Regions from separate parts of the Triticum aestivum genome. Here region 1 is linked to region 2. Evidence: chromatin contacts called from public Hi-C data. All regions are on one chromosome and are shown on one strand. Each heading gives the region's core, a stretch centred on a gene start, on an enhancer-like site or on the middle of the called end of the contact. The rest is flanking DNA. Distances are from core to core; before and after follow the strand shown.

Region 1 (5,693 bases), core at 2,268-4,767, 340 kb before region 2:
CCGCCCAATGACCCTAGATGTGGACGAGTCCGCACTCGCCATGATCTTCCCACCTAGGATTGTTGTCACCCCTTGCTCTGCCCTCTGGATCGATAGAACCCCGCCGGACTAGAAGCCCGATCGAGATCCGATCTAGTCTCGGCGTGGTCACGCGGTCTCCTCGGTCGTCGCCCAGGAGAAGGAAACCCTAAAGGGTACGTGACGTTTTGGTTCCGCGATAAAAGGCTTCATGTTTAGTTTAACTAAAAGAGGAATTGTTGAAAAAATATACTCTCTCCATTCGGAAATACTTGTCGGAGAAATAGATGTATCTAGACCTATTTTAATTCTAGATACATTTATTTCTTATCCATTTCTCTAACAAGTTGATGGAGGGAGTACATATGTTTATAAAATGTCCACATATTTAAAAATATTCACGAACAATTATAAAAAGTTCATAGGTTTTGGCAGTATTCACATGTCCCAAAAATGTTAATAATTTTTTAAAATTCTCTTTAGTTATTTTTTGTAAAATTTTATATAGTCTATTTTTATTTTATTTTAATTAAATAAAAAAAGAAAATAGCAAAAACAGCTTGAAAACTAGAAGAAACAAATTGAACAACAGAAAAAAAATCAAAAAATAAATACTGAGAGGGGAAAACCATGATAATACTGGAAAATAAGAAGAAAAAAAGAATAGCAGCAAAAAGAGTAAAAAAGGAAAAAATAACTAGAAATACCTCCGGCAAATATCAATAGGGAAAAGGAAAAAGGAGCTATGCTCATCCCAAAGAAAACAGGGAGCTCCTAGTCGGCGCCTTAAGCGCCGGCTAGGAGAACCGGCGCCCACGCGCCTGGCTAGTTGGGCCGGCCCACGAAACGCGACGTACGCAGAAAACCCAAACGAAGCCTCGAGCGAACGAGGTAATTGAAAAACAAAAACGATGGCAACGGGACTCGAACTCCAGACCTAGCGTTGCATGCTAACGAAGCTGGCCAGCTGGGACACTAATTGTCTACGACCTAAAAACGGTGTTCGTTTTTAAGTACCAGCCCAAATGGTAGATCCGGGGTATTTCAACATTTTCCATTAATTCTTGGAAAAAATGAAAATCTAAAATATGCGAACAAATGTTTCGAAAATCATACGCAAATTTCGAATATTCCTTTTCTTTTAAACGTGAACTATGTTTTTCAAAAACTGAACAAATTTTGAAATTTGAATACTTTTTTGTACTGTGAACAATTTTTAGAAAGCGAATTTAGAATACACATTGAACATTTTCTTAGTATAGGGTGAACATTATTCAAAGAAATACTGTACATTTTTTTAAATACGCTGAACTTTTTTTGAATGCATGCTGAACAAACTTTCTCTACACGATGAACATTTTTTTATACACACTGAACATCTTTTCAATGTATGGTGAACAATATTCAAATACACATAGAACTTTTTTTAAATACGATGAACTCCTTTTGAATGCATGCTGAACAAAATTTCTATACATGATGAACATTTTTTTATACATACTGAACATTTTTTCAATGTATGGTGAACATTTTTCTTCAATACGGTGAACAAAAATTTGGAATTCAAAACTATTTTTGAAACGTGGACAAAATTCGAAAACATGAACAAAATTTGGAGAAAACGAGCTGGCGTATTTTGAAGAAAACTTCATTGGAAAGAAAGTTCATACAATTGAAAAAAAAGTTCGTCGATTTTGAAAAAGACAGAAAAAGGAAAAAGAAAAAGAAAAGGCAAAAAGAAAGAACAATAGAAAAAAAGAAAAAGAAAAACACGTGAGAAGTAAAGAGAAAAGAGGAATTAGATAGTCACAGAAGGTGGCTTGGCTGTGTTGGTTAGCGCGTTCTATAGAGAACCCCGCGGCGCTGGTTCGATTCCCTGTGACGCCGCGCCGTTTAGGATTTGCCAAGAAAACAACCCCGCAGCGAGGAAAATCGACCTAGTTAGGCCGGCCAAACAGTGCGTTCCCATGTGCGTTGGAATAGGAAATTCCACATTCTTTTGCTTAGTGATTACAGTCTTATTCCCTTACTGATAACCTTATTAAAAAATATTGCACCGCCTTGCATAGCAACCACGAACCGATTGGCAAGTTTATGGAAAAGATCTGCACAGTTGCATAAATATCATGCATATGGTGAGCAACGGACACATTTTATGAAGAGGGCTCCTTAAGATAAATGAAGATGAACTAGCGCATCACCAACATACACACCATGCCCCGCCATGAAAGGCACATTGACAAAGACAAATATCGGCATGACTGCACAGATCTGGAAAACACCACTTCCACTACGACGCATACAACTTTGGACTTTGGAGGCTACGATCCTAGAAGGAAACTTATCACTCTAGCTAGCTTGTTAACTTCAGATTCATGGGACGCAACCTGCAAATCACATAGAGCAAAAAACAAAAATAGAGATGTCAGTACTTTTTTTTCGAACCTTGTCTTCTCTTATGATCTACTCCCTCTGTCCGGAAATAACTGTCGCTCAAACTGATTTATCTAAGCGTACTTCAGAGCTAGATACATCTGTTTGAGCGACATTTATTCTAGTACTGCTAGATACATCCTTTTGAGCGACATTTAATACCGGACGGATGAAGTACATGTGTATCATCTTGATGCAACGATATGAGTCAATAAAAAGCACGGTTTGTTGAAATTATTTTGGATGGAGAAACAAATCTACATGTAATTGTAAGAGACACATCATGTTATGGTATCTATGCATAAGCATGCATGCTATACGTTCTCTTTTTTATTGTTGCAAAAGGCATGTTATGCATTCGTAGAGCTTGAATAAGGAAATGAACCTACCGTGACACCCCTATTTGTGAAGTTTAGCCCATGACTATACTTTTTTTTAGGGAGCCCATGACTATATTATGGTGGAAAAGGTAAACGAAACAAATCATGTGCGAGCAGACGCTCACGATTTACTGAACGTTACGTGCAACGAGTACAGCCGTGTGGATGAGACACGTGTTGATGTTCTTTGTGGTGGAGTTGTATAACCGGCGTGCTTGCTGCGGAAGGAAAGAATGATCCTAGTCATAGATCGACCAACCTGCGTCATTTTGCGTCGCGGGCTGCAGGCCGGGAGGGTCCCCGGCGGTTGGACTCCACGGCGCTATCGGGGAGGGGGCGATCCAGCGGGAGCTGGCCGCGGCCGCCGGCGGGCGGCGGCCCCCGGTGGCAGAGCCTGCGCGACGCCCGCCGCTCCTCGCTGACGCCGGCGGCGCCCACGAGGACCTCCTGCACGAAGGAGCGCTCCACGCCGTTGAGGAACGCCGCGTGCCGCTCCTCCGTCCACCCCTCGCCGCGCGCCAGCACCGCCAGATGATCGTCCATCCGATCCACGGCCACGTACGGGTGGGCGCGCCGGACGGCCCGAGGGTAGCGGAGGACGTACGCAGGCTCGCTCTCCTCGACGACGGCCAAGGGCGAACGTTATATGGGGCCGCACACGCCACCCGGACGAAATAAATATCTAGCCAGCCGACAAGGCCGTATGTAAACGCGCGGCGTGCATATACTCGTTACTCCCTCCGTTGAAAAAAGTTTGTCCCTTAAAGTGATGTATCTAGCATCAAATTAGCGTCAGATATATCTATTTAAATGATAAGCTTGGGACAAATTTTTTCAGACAGAGAGAGTACAAACTTAAACCAGTACTGATCCTACTTGTTACTAGTAGTGCGTATTCGCTAGCTATATCTAATATCATTTTCAAGCGTATCATATCAGCATGGCGAGGCTAGGCTGGCGGGCCACGAGGAATGCGACGTGCGGCGTGTCGCATGTACCGTTGAGGGCTTATCTCCTGCAGATATTTAGTCTGCGTGACGCGAGTGAGCGTTACGGACGGGCGGCTACGCAGCAAGTCCTTGGGGACAAAAGTGTGCCGCGCTTTAAACAAAAGTTCTGCGCTTTTCCTGATCCACTCCACTGCATATGCCGTGTTCAAAAGGGCCCGAGAAATATCTTGAGCGAACTATACGGAACACCCCCCAAAAAAGGATATGGAACCCCAACTTAAAAAAAACCGTATGTCGAAATTTATAAGTTCTCTTTGATTGCGTAATCGCAATATTTGCGCTAATAATTGTCACCCCATCCAAATTATCCATATGCTGCAAAAACTGACCGACTACCGTGGATGCAGGAGGAATAAGGCGTCAGTATTCATAGAGACTAGGATGCATTTTTAGTTTCTGTATGAAGGCATATGCTACTTAATATATGGCCTTTGAACTTTTCACAAATATTTTGAATGAAAATTCAAATTTTTGCCCACATTTTGACCAAATTTGACTGTAATTCAAAGTTTCCAAAATTATTTAAATCAATTCTAGAAAATAATAAATTTTAGAAAATTTTAAACAATGAATATTGTGGAAAAGTTTCGGCTCAACTGGATAAGGAGTTTGAGAATAATTATTCTAAAGTTTGGGGTTGGCCAAATTATGGAAAATTTGAAACTTCCCAAATACATGAGAAAATATAGAAAATCATAAATAGTTCATGAACCCCGATAACGCCCGAACGTTTGGGATTTGGCTATGGCGAATGTTTTCGATGACAATTTTAGTTGGCAAGCATGACAACACCGTGCTCAGTGTTTTTCTTTTTTTTTTGCTAGAAATTTGCCCTACGTGTTAACTAAACTTGTCATTCTCGCGTCACAAAAATTGCCATCCAAACATTTGATTTGCCTTGGTCAAATCCCAAACGTTCACCAAGTGACCGGGTGAGATAAATCAAGGAGATCTACACCAAAACTCTCAAACACAACACTATACAAAGCAAATAGGCAAACGTGACTTCTTGACATGGTTTCACTAATGGGCATTTACAAGATTACAACGCTATGGTATTGTGTAACAAACAGTTTTAGCTGATATACACCACAATGTGTAACTTCAATACACAATGACTACCATGACCATATATAAATACACAAATTAACATGAATCATACTTCCTTTGTTATATTAGCTAGGGCGCTCAAATTCACAATCAGGAGTTTATCATGGATAAGTACCGTTGTCGTGACATGAGTCGCCCGTCGAATACTTGGATTTTGGAGATTTATACTTCTTCACTACCACTGCTGCTGCTGTTTTTCCGCACATTCAACTTGCACAAAGGGCAAGTTGCATTGATGTGAAGCCACTTGTCAATGCAAGCGCAGTGGAAATGGTGGCCACAAGGGAGTTCACGCAGCTCCGCGCCATCATCATACACTGAAAGGCAGATGCAGCACTCCTGCATCGACCAAGTAGATGATGAATCATTTCAAAATAAAGTTAGTATATGAGCTCACAGAAAAGCAGAAGCAATGCACAGATAAAGCACTTAAGCTGAAACAGGACCAACAGGCTCAGGATGATGGTGCTAAAAGAAATGCACTTCAGCTAAAGAGCTGATAATTCATTAATCTGGTTTCTAGTACAACAAAAAACCATTCGGAACAAAGTAATTTTGACGCTAAAACCTAGGTGTATGTGCAAGGATTTGTTATGTGCACAAAGAAAAGCAATCGCTACAAAGACTATAAACATGTTTTATCAAAATGTACAAGTCAATTAATAGTAAGCATAGGTTCATTTGTTTATGACTAGATAATTGCCCATGCGTTGCAATTGGACCACAAATATTGTGTACACAG
Region 2 (5,756 bases), core at 1,567-4,066:
TCCAAGGGGTAGAAGCATCTAATCCCCTAGAAAAGTTGGTGGTTCAATTAAACAAGCAGATCAACATGCTTGGGTAATTGTGTTGGATCCATAGAAATGTTTAATTATTCCGGGTAGCTTGTTTAACCAATCTCCTCGTTGACCAATTGATTTGTTTATGTGGGTGGTGGGTTCATGACCCTAACTAATCAATTAGGCCTTGACTTGTGAACACTATGTTGCATGGGCATCATCAAATCACATTATAAATTAATCAGCAAGATAAAACAAACACTTCCGAAAACAACGCCACTCTCCCCAAATTCTAAGAGAAGGTACAGTGGTAGTGGAGAAGTAGTGGAAGTAACATGGTTACTTCTAATGCTCCCGGAAAACTTTGACCAGTTACTTTCGTGCAAATGTTCCAGTCGCAAACTACAGTGATCATAATGTTGGTTATTACCTTGCAGTAGCCATTGGGAGTATCTTGCATCACACAGCCGGAAGGTAGCCTCCTACACTTCAGGTTTGCGCCTGCGGATGTGGTAGCAGAATTTTGATTGCTCAACAATCCATCAATGGACACATCCACCACTGCCCAGGCACCCTCAGCCAGCTGCTTGCAAAACCTGAGAAAAATAACCTCCCTTATGGGTACCAGAGGTGAGAGCACCTGTAGCTCAGCCTTCATCTGTTGCAAGAAAAAACAAGTAAAAATTAGCAACTCAGACTCAGAGGTCACATGTGTGGACACCTTGCATACGATGGACACTGGGGACTGTTAGGCACTTACTAGCAGCAATGCTCCATTTCTGCTTCCACCAATGCCGTTAGACACCTCCTCAAGGATTGTGGCCTTAGCAATCATACATGAGAACATGTCGGACCACCGCCTCTGTGAAATGAATGGAGCAACATCAGCATACTAAGCATAATATAACCACCTTTTATAAATAGGAACAAATGTATGACGGGGAAAAGGTATGAGCTCGAACCTCGTCCATAAGGGTCTCTACAAGGGCAACACTATTGTCGATGATGACCAGGCCGGACTCCCTAGAGGCCTCAGACACAAATCCGGCAGGCTTCATGCCAATGCAATGCTGGGAGGAGTGGAGATACTCCTCAAAGTTGAGTGACTCCTTGTCCGGAAAACCAGGCAATCCCGTAACCCACAAAGGATCATCGGTCTGTGCCATCTTGACAAGTTCATCCATTGCACTGATTGCAAGCTCCAAGAACACAGACCTGTCAATGTCCACCATCGATGCTAAAGCAGACCCAGTTGCCCGTGCTGGTGTGATCACGGTGCCCATCGAGCTTGAGGCACCCCCGGCATACTCACTCATCATACCGTGCATCGAAGGCTGCATAGACCCTATGCCACCGATTCCCCCGACTGCTAGCTCCAGTGACGAGTTCGGCAGGGGCATCGACAGGTGTGGCTGCAGCTGGAGTGGCGACAGAAGGGACACGGGCTTGCCGAGGAACTTGGTGGCGAGGGTGCAGACACGGTTGAGTTCGTCCTTGAGCCGTGCATTCTCCATGCGCAGGTGCTGTTCCTCCAGGGAGACCTCCCCAAGCATGGCCGGGCTGCCGCAGCCGCCGCACATTGGGGTGCGCATGGCCTCCCTGATGGTCAGGTTCTCCGTGCGCAGCTTTTCATTCTCCTGCTTCAGCAGCGCGTTCTCGTGCCGCTCCAGTTGCGTCTGGGCTCGGAAACGACGCGTCAGGATTCGCACGAGACCACGGGCCAAATGAGAAATGGATCGCGGATGGTAAATCTACCTTCATCTGCGTGCGGCGGTTCTGGAACCAGAACTTGACCTGCCGCGCGTCGAGGGAGAGTCTCTTGCTGAGCTCTGCGCGCTGCTTCTCGTCCGGGTGGGGGCACTCCTTGAACAGCCTACACGAGGCGGAGAGGACGACGAACCCATGCATGAGAGGACAAGAGGAAAAAGGCGGAGAGAGAAGGTGGATGCAAATAGCTTTGGGCGGTGGCTCTTACGCTTCGAGCTCCTGGATCTGCTGCGGCGTGTGGCGGTGGTAGCGCTTCTTCCGCTTGCGGGGGTTGCTGCCGCTGGGCTCGGCGTCGTCGTCGTCGTCGCCGACGCCGGAGATGGCGTCCAGGTGGTCGCTCCCTGACCGGCTGTCGTTCTGCGCCTCCGCGTCCCTGGCCATCGCGCCGCCCGCGCCGTCAGCAAACATCCGCCCGCCTATGCCGCCGTCTCGGCCGCCGGCGTTGTCCTGAAAACGTAAAAAACTCCACCAATCACCCACCACGGCAAGGTGAAGCAAAGCGAAAGAGCGTTCCGGCCGTGACGAGCGCCGAACGCGTACCAGCCCGAGGGAGAGCGCGGGCGAGGACGAGAAGGCGCCGGCGTAAGGGAACTGCATGCCGCCGCCTCCGCCGCCGCCGTCGAAGAGGCCCCCGAAGCTCATCCTCCCACGTCCCCCGGGAGGAGCAGACACGACACGAGTGCAGACCCGCGTCGCCTTTTCACCGTCTCTATCCTGTGTCCCAAAAAGGGCCTGCGCCTGGATCTGCACACCTCACGACCCGAATCCTCGGCCGCGGCTCTGGACGGGGTGGAGATATAGAGAGAGAGAGACTCGCCCCGCCTCGCCTCGGCCACCCTCTTTCTACTACCACTGCTACTTCTACGAGATTAGGCTCCTCCTCAAAACCCTAACCCTCCACGGCGAGGGGAGGATTAGAATAAGGGAGGAGAGGCGAGGGCGAGGCGGGCGAGCGAGCGAGAGCCGGCGATTAAAGAAAGCTTTATGCACGGGGGGATGGGAACGGGAGGGTCAAAATGGCAAGACGACGATACGAGGGGGGCGATGGGGGGAGGACTCCCCGGGTGTGGACGCACGGAAAAGGGGTGGGGAGAAACGCGAGGCGCTGACGCTGATGCAGCGCAGTCAAACGGGCGGTGCGGTGCCTGTTTTTTGTTGCCTTCCGGCGCTCCGCTTACTTTCTTGCGCGGAGCCGCGGAGGGCCGTCCGGTCCGGGCCCGTTTCGTCCCCGCCTCCACGGCGTCGTGTGCTAGCTCCTCTGGCCCGACCAGCGCAGCGGCTCCTTTGGGATGCGTTTGGATGCTGGGCTATCCCTCCATGGGACAGGGATAGCAGTTTTTTAAGTGGATAGCAGTCGTTTGTTTCACGGGCGAGTTGGGATAGGGATGGCTAGATGCTTCGAATATTCGTCCAAAACTCGGCTCCGCGGGTCCGCGAAAATCTCGCGGATGTGGGCATCCCGCGCGCGCGGGGGGCGCGAAGGGAGCCCGTGAAACGTTTTTCAGCGCCGTCTCGTTTCATTCGCCTCCCACAAAAGGGCAACCTTATCTCTTTTCCCCTTTCCATTTCACTTCTCTCCTGTCCAGTGGCGGCGGCAGATCGAAGCCCGACGACGGCGGTGAGTGCGTAGCGGCGCCAGCAGATCGAAGCCCGACGACGGCGGTGAGTGCGCAGCGTCGTGGCTCTCTCCTTCTTTTCCTCCGCTCCTCATCTGCCATCAGAGGTCATGGTGGCGGCGGCCAGCCAGGTGAGTGCCGCGCGCGGCCGCCGGAGGCCTGAGGATAGCGGCGCCGTCCCTGCTTCTCTCCGGCCGGCGCGCCTGCTGTGCGCCCCGTGCGCGGGTGCTGCGCCGGCCCTGCATCTGTCCGGCAAGTGCGCATGCTGTGCGCCGCGTGAGAGCAGATGTTGTGCGCGGTACGCCGGCCTGCTAGCTGCTTGGCCCTGCTTGCTGCGTGGATCTTGCTAGCTCTGCAGCCAAACTTGCTTTGTGTACTGCGGCGGCCAGATGTACTGATGTGTGCTTTCTCCATTGATTTTCTATCCAACATGCTAATCTTTTTTTGTTGTTTCTTTGTGCTGCAGTAGCTCAGGTCAAAGGCAGGTCAAAGGCGACAGGGAAGTCAGGGACTACTACATCTTCCTATCGTTGATTTTCTCTCCAAAATCTAAGGTAACTTGTTAACTGCTCCTCCTATGTACTGCTTGACAGAGGATGTACATGTTGACTTGTTCCTGCTGAAGTTATATCATTTGTACTATTATATTGTAGATGGACAAAAAGACAAAGATGTTAATTTGTGCGGCAGTGGCACAATGGTTTATCAATATGATAGCTTTGGTTGTTCAATCTAGAAAAAGAAAAAGGAGAGAAGCAATTACATATGCCCCAATCGATGAGAGAGATAGGATGAGAAGAGAGTACTTTGATAACAAAGTATGGAAAAATGATACAACTAGTGTGAACATGCTCAGGCTTCGGAGGGCACCATTCTTTCGGTTTTGTCAACTCTTTAGAGATCGCAATTTGCTAAAAGACACAGTCCATATGTCTATTGAGCAACAAGTAGCAATGTTTTTGCACACCATTGGTCATAATGTCAGGAATAGGGTAATTGGAGGGAATTTCGGTAGATCCGGGGAAGTTGTTAGCCGGTATTTCCATAGAGTACTCCATGCAATTGGTGAGCTTCGAGATGACCTTATTAGGAAGCCTTCATTGGAGACTCAAACCAAAGTAGAAGGAAACTACCGGTGGGATCCATACTTTAAGGTATGAGATTGAGTGACAACTACATTTTGTCATTGTAGAAACAAATCTGTTTAGATCCTAATTTTTTTGGGTGTTATTTCCATCAAATAGGATTGTATTGGAGCTATTGATGGCACACATGTACGTGCCTCTGTTACTCCTGATATGGAGCCTGCCTTTCGTGGTAGAAAGAAACATACTACTCAAAATGTGATGGCGGCTGTTGATTTTGATCTTCGATTCACATATGTGTTGGCTGGTTGGGAAGGGACAGCACATGATGCTACAGTTTTACGTGATGCTTTAATACGTGAAAACGGTCTACGTGTCCCACAAGGTAATAGATTAACTGTGTAGATACATGTTGTCAATGAGATTTTGGTATATATGTAAGTAACCCAAATGTTTGTCATACTTAGGAAAATTTTATCTAGTTGATGCTGGATATGGAGTCAAACCAGGGTTCTTGCCACCTTTTCGTGGTGTGAGGTACCATTTGAATGAGTGGGGAAACAATCCTGTGCAAAATGAGAAGGAGCTGTTCAACCTTAGGCATTCTTCTCTTCGCACAACCGTAGAACGTGCATTTGGGTCATTGAAGAGAAGATTCAAAATTCTTGATGATGCCACTCCATTCTTTCTTTATCCTACTCAAGTAGATATTGTTGTGGCTTGCTGCATCATTCAAAATTGGGTTCTAAATGATGGGATTGATGAATATATCATACCTGAGGATGAATGGGTGCCAAATATCACTCATGCTTCAACATCAACTGGACAAGCAGAAGAACATGCATACATGGTTAACTTTAGGCAAGGCCTTGCTGATCAAATGTGGGAAGACCGACAAAACTATATGCAACATCAAAACGTGTAGTAGCTACCATGTCATTTAGTTTGCTGCGACAATCTATTGTACTTTCTTGTTGGAACTATTGTTTTTGCTGGAATTACTTTGTAATGTCATTTTATCCGTTGTAATATTTGCTGAATTGGTTATTCGTCTCCAAATACTTGTGGAATTGGTTCTTTATCTCCAAATGCTTGCTGAATTGGTTTATTATCTCTAAATACTTCTTGAATTGGTTTTTTATCTTCAAATACTTGTTGAATTGGTTCTCTATCTCCAAAGGCTTGCTGAATTGGTTCATTATCTCTAAATACTTGCTGAAATTTATTCATTGTGTCTAAATATTTGTTGCAATTTCAGGATATGGCTGCTAGGCAA

What was found. A called contact is a pair of places that touch in the nucleus more often than the background predicts.
Region 1: a Hi-C map of leaf shows a contact between it and region 2, with 10 times the contacts expected there. The contact joins the promoter of LOC123137648 here to the promoter of LOC123137646 in region 2. A contact is called at or near these places in 2 of 5 Hi-C or Micro-C datasets (both in leaf) and 1 of 1 datasets of contacts at active chromatin or transcription factors (leaf).

The regions. Positions count from the first base shown.
Region 1 is chr6B:494,045,685-494,051,377 of IWGSC CS RefSeq v2.1, reverse strand. It overlaps LOC123137648, which reads right to left and starts at 3,517. Exons shown (of 2, transcript XM_044557470.1): 1 at 3,091-3,517; 2 at 2,110-2,405. The coding sequence starts at 3,374. The coding sequence ends at 3,096. It overlaps LOC123137647 (E3 ubiquitin-protein ligase At1g63170), which reads right to left. Exons shown (of 5, transcript XM_044557468.1): 5 at 4,834-5,290. The coding sequence ends at 5,114.
Region 2 is chr6B:493,708,265-493,714,020 of IWGSC CS RefSeq v2.1, reverse strand. LOC123137646 (homeobox-leucine zipper protein ROC5) reads right to left here and starts at 2,816. Exons shown (of 9, transcript XM_044557467.1): 1 at 2,320-2,816; 2 at 1,988-2,226; 3 at 1,768-1,885; 4 at 975-1,688; 5 at 773-874; 6 at 443-670. The coding sequence starts at 2,421. LOC123134291 (protein ALP1-like) reads left to right here and starts at 3,127. Exons shown (of 4, transcript XM_044553561.1): 1 at 3,127-3,441; 2 at 3,862-3,949; 3 at 5,739-5,756. The coding sequence starts at 5,742.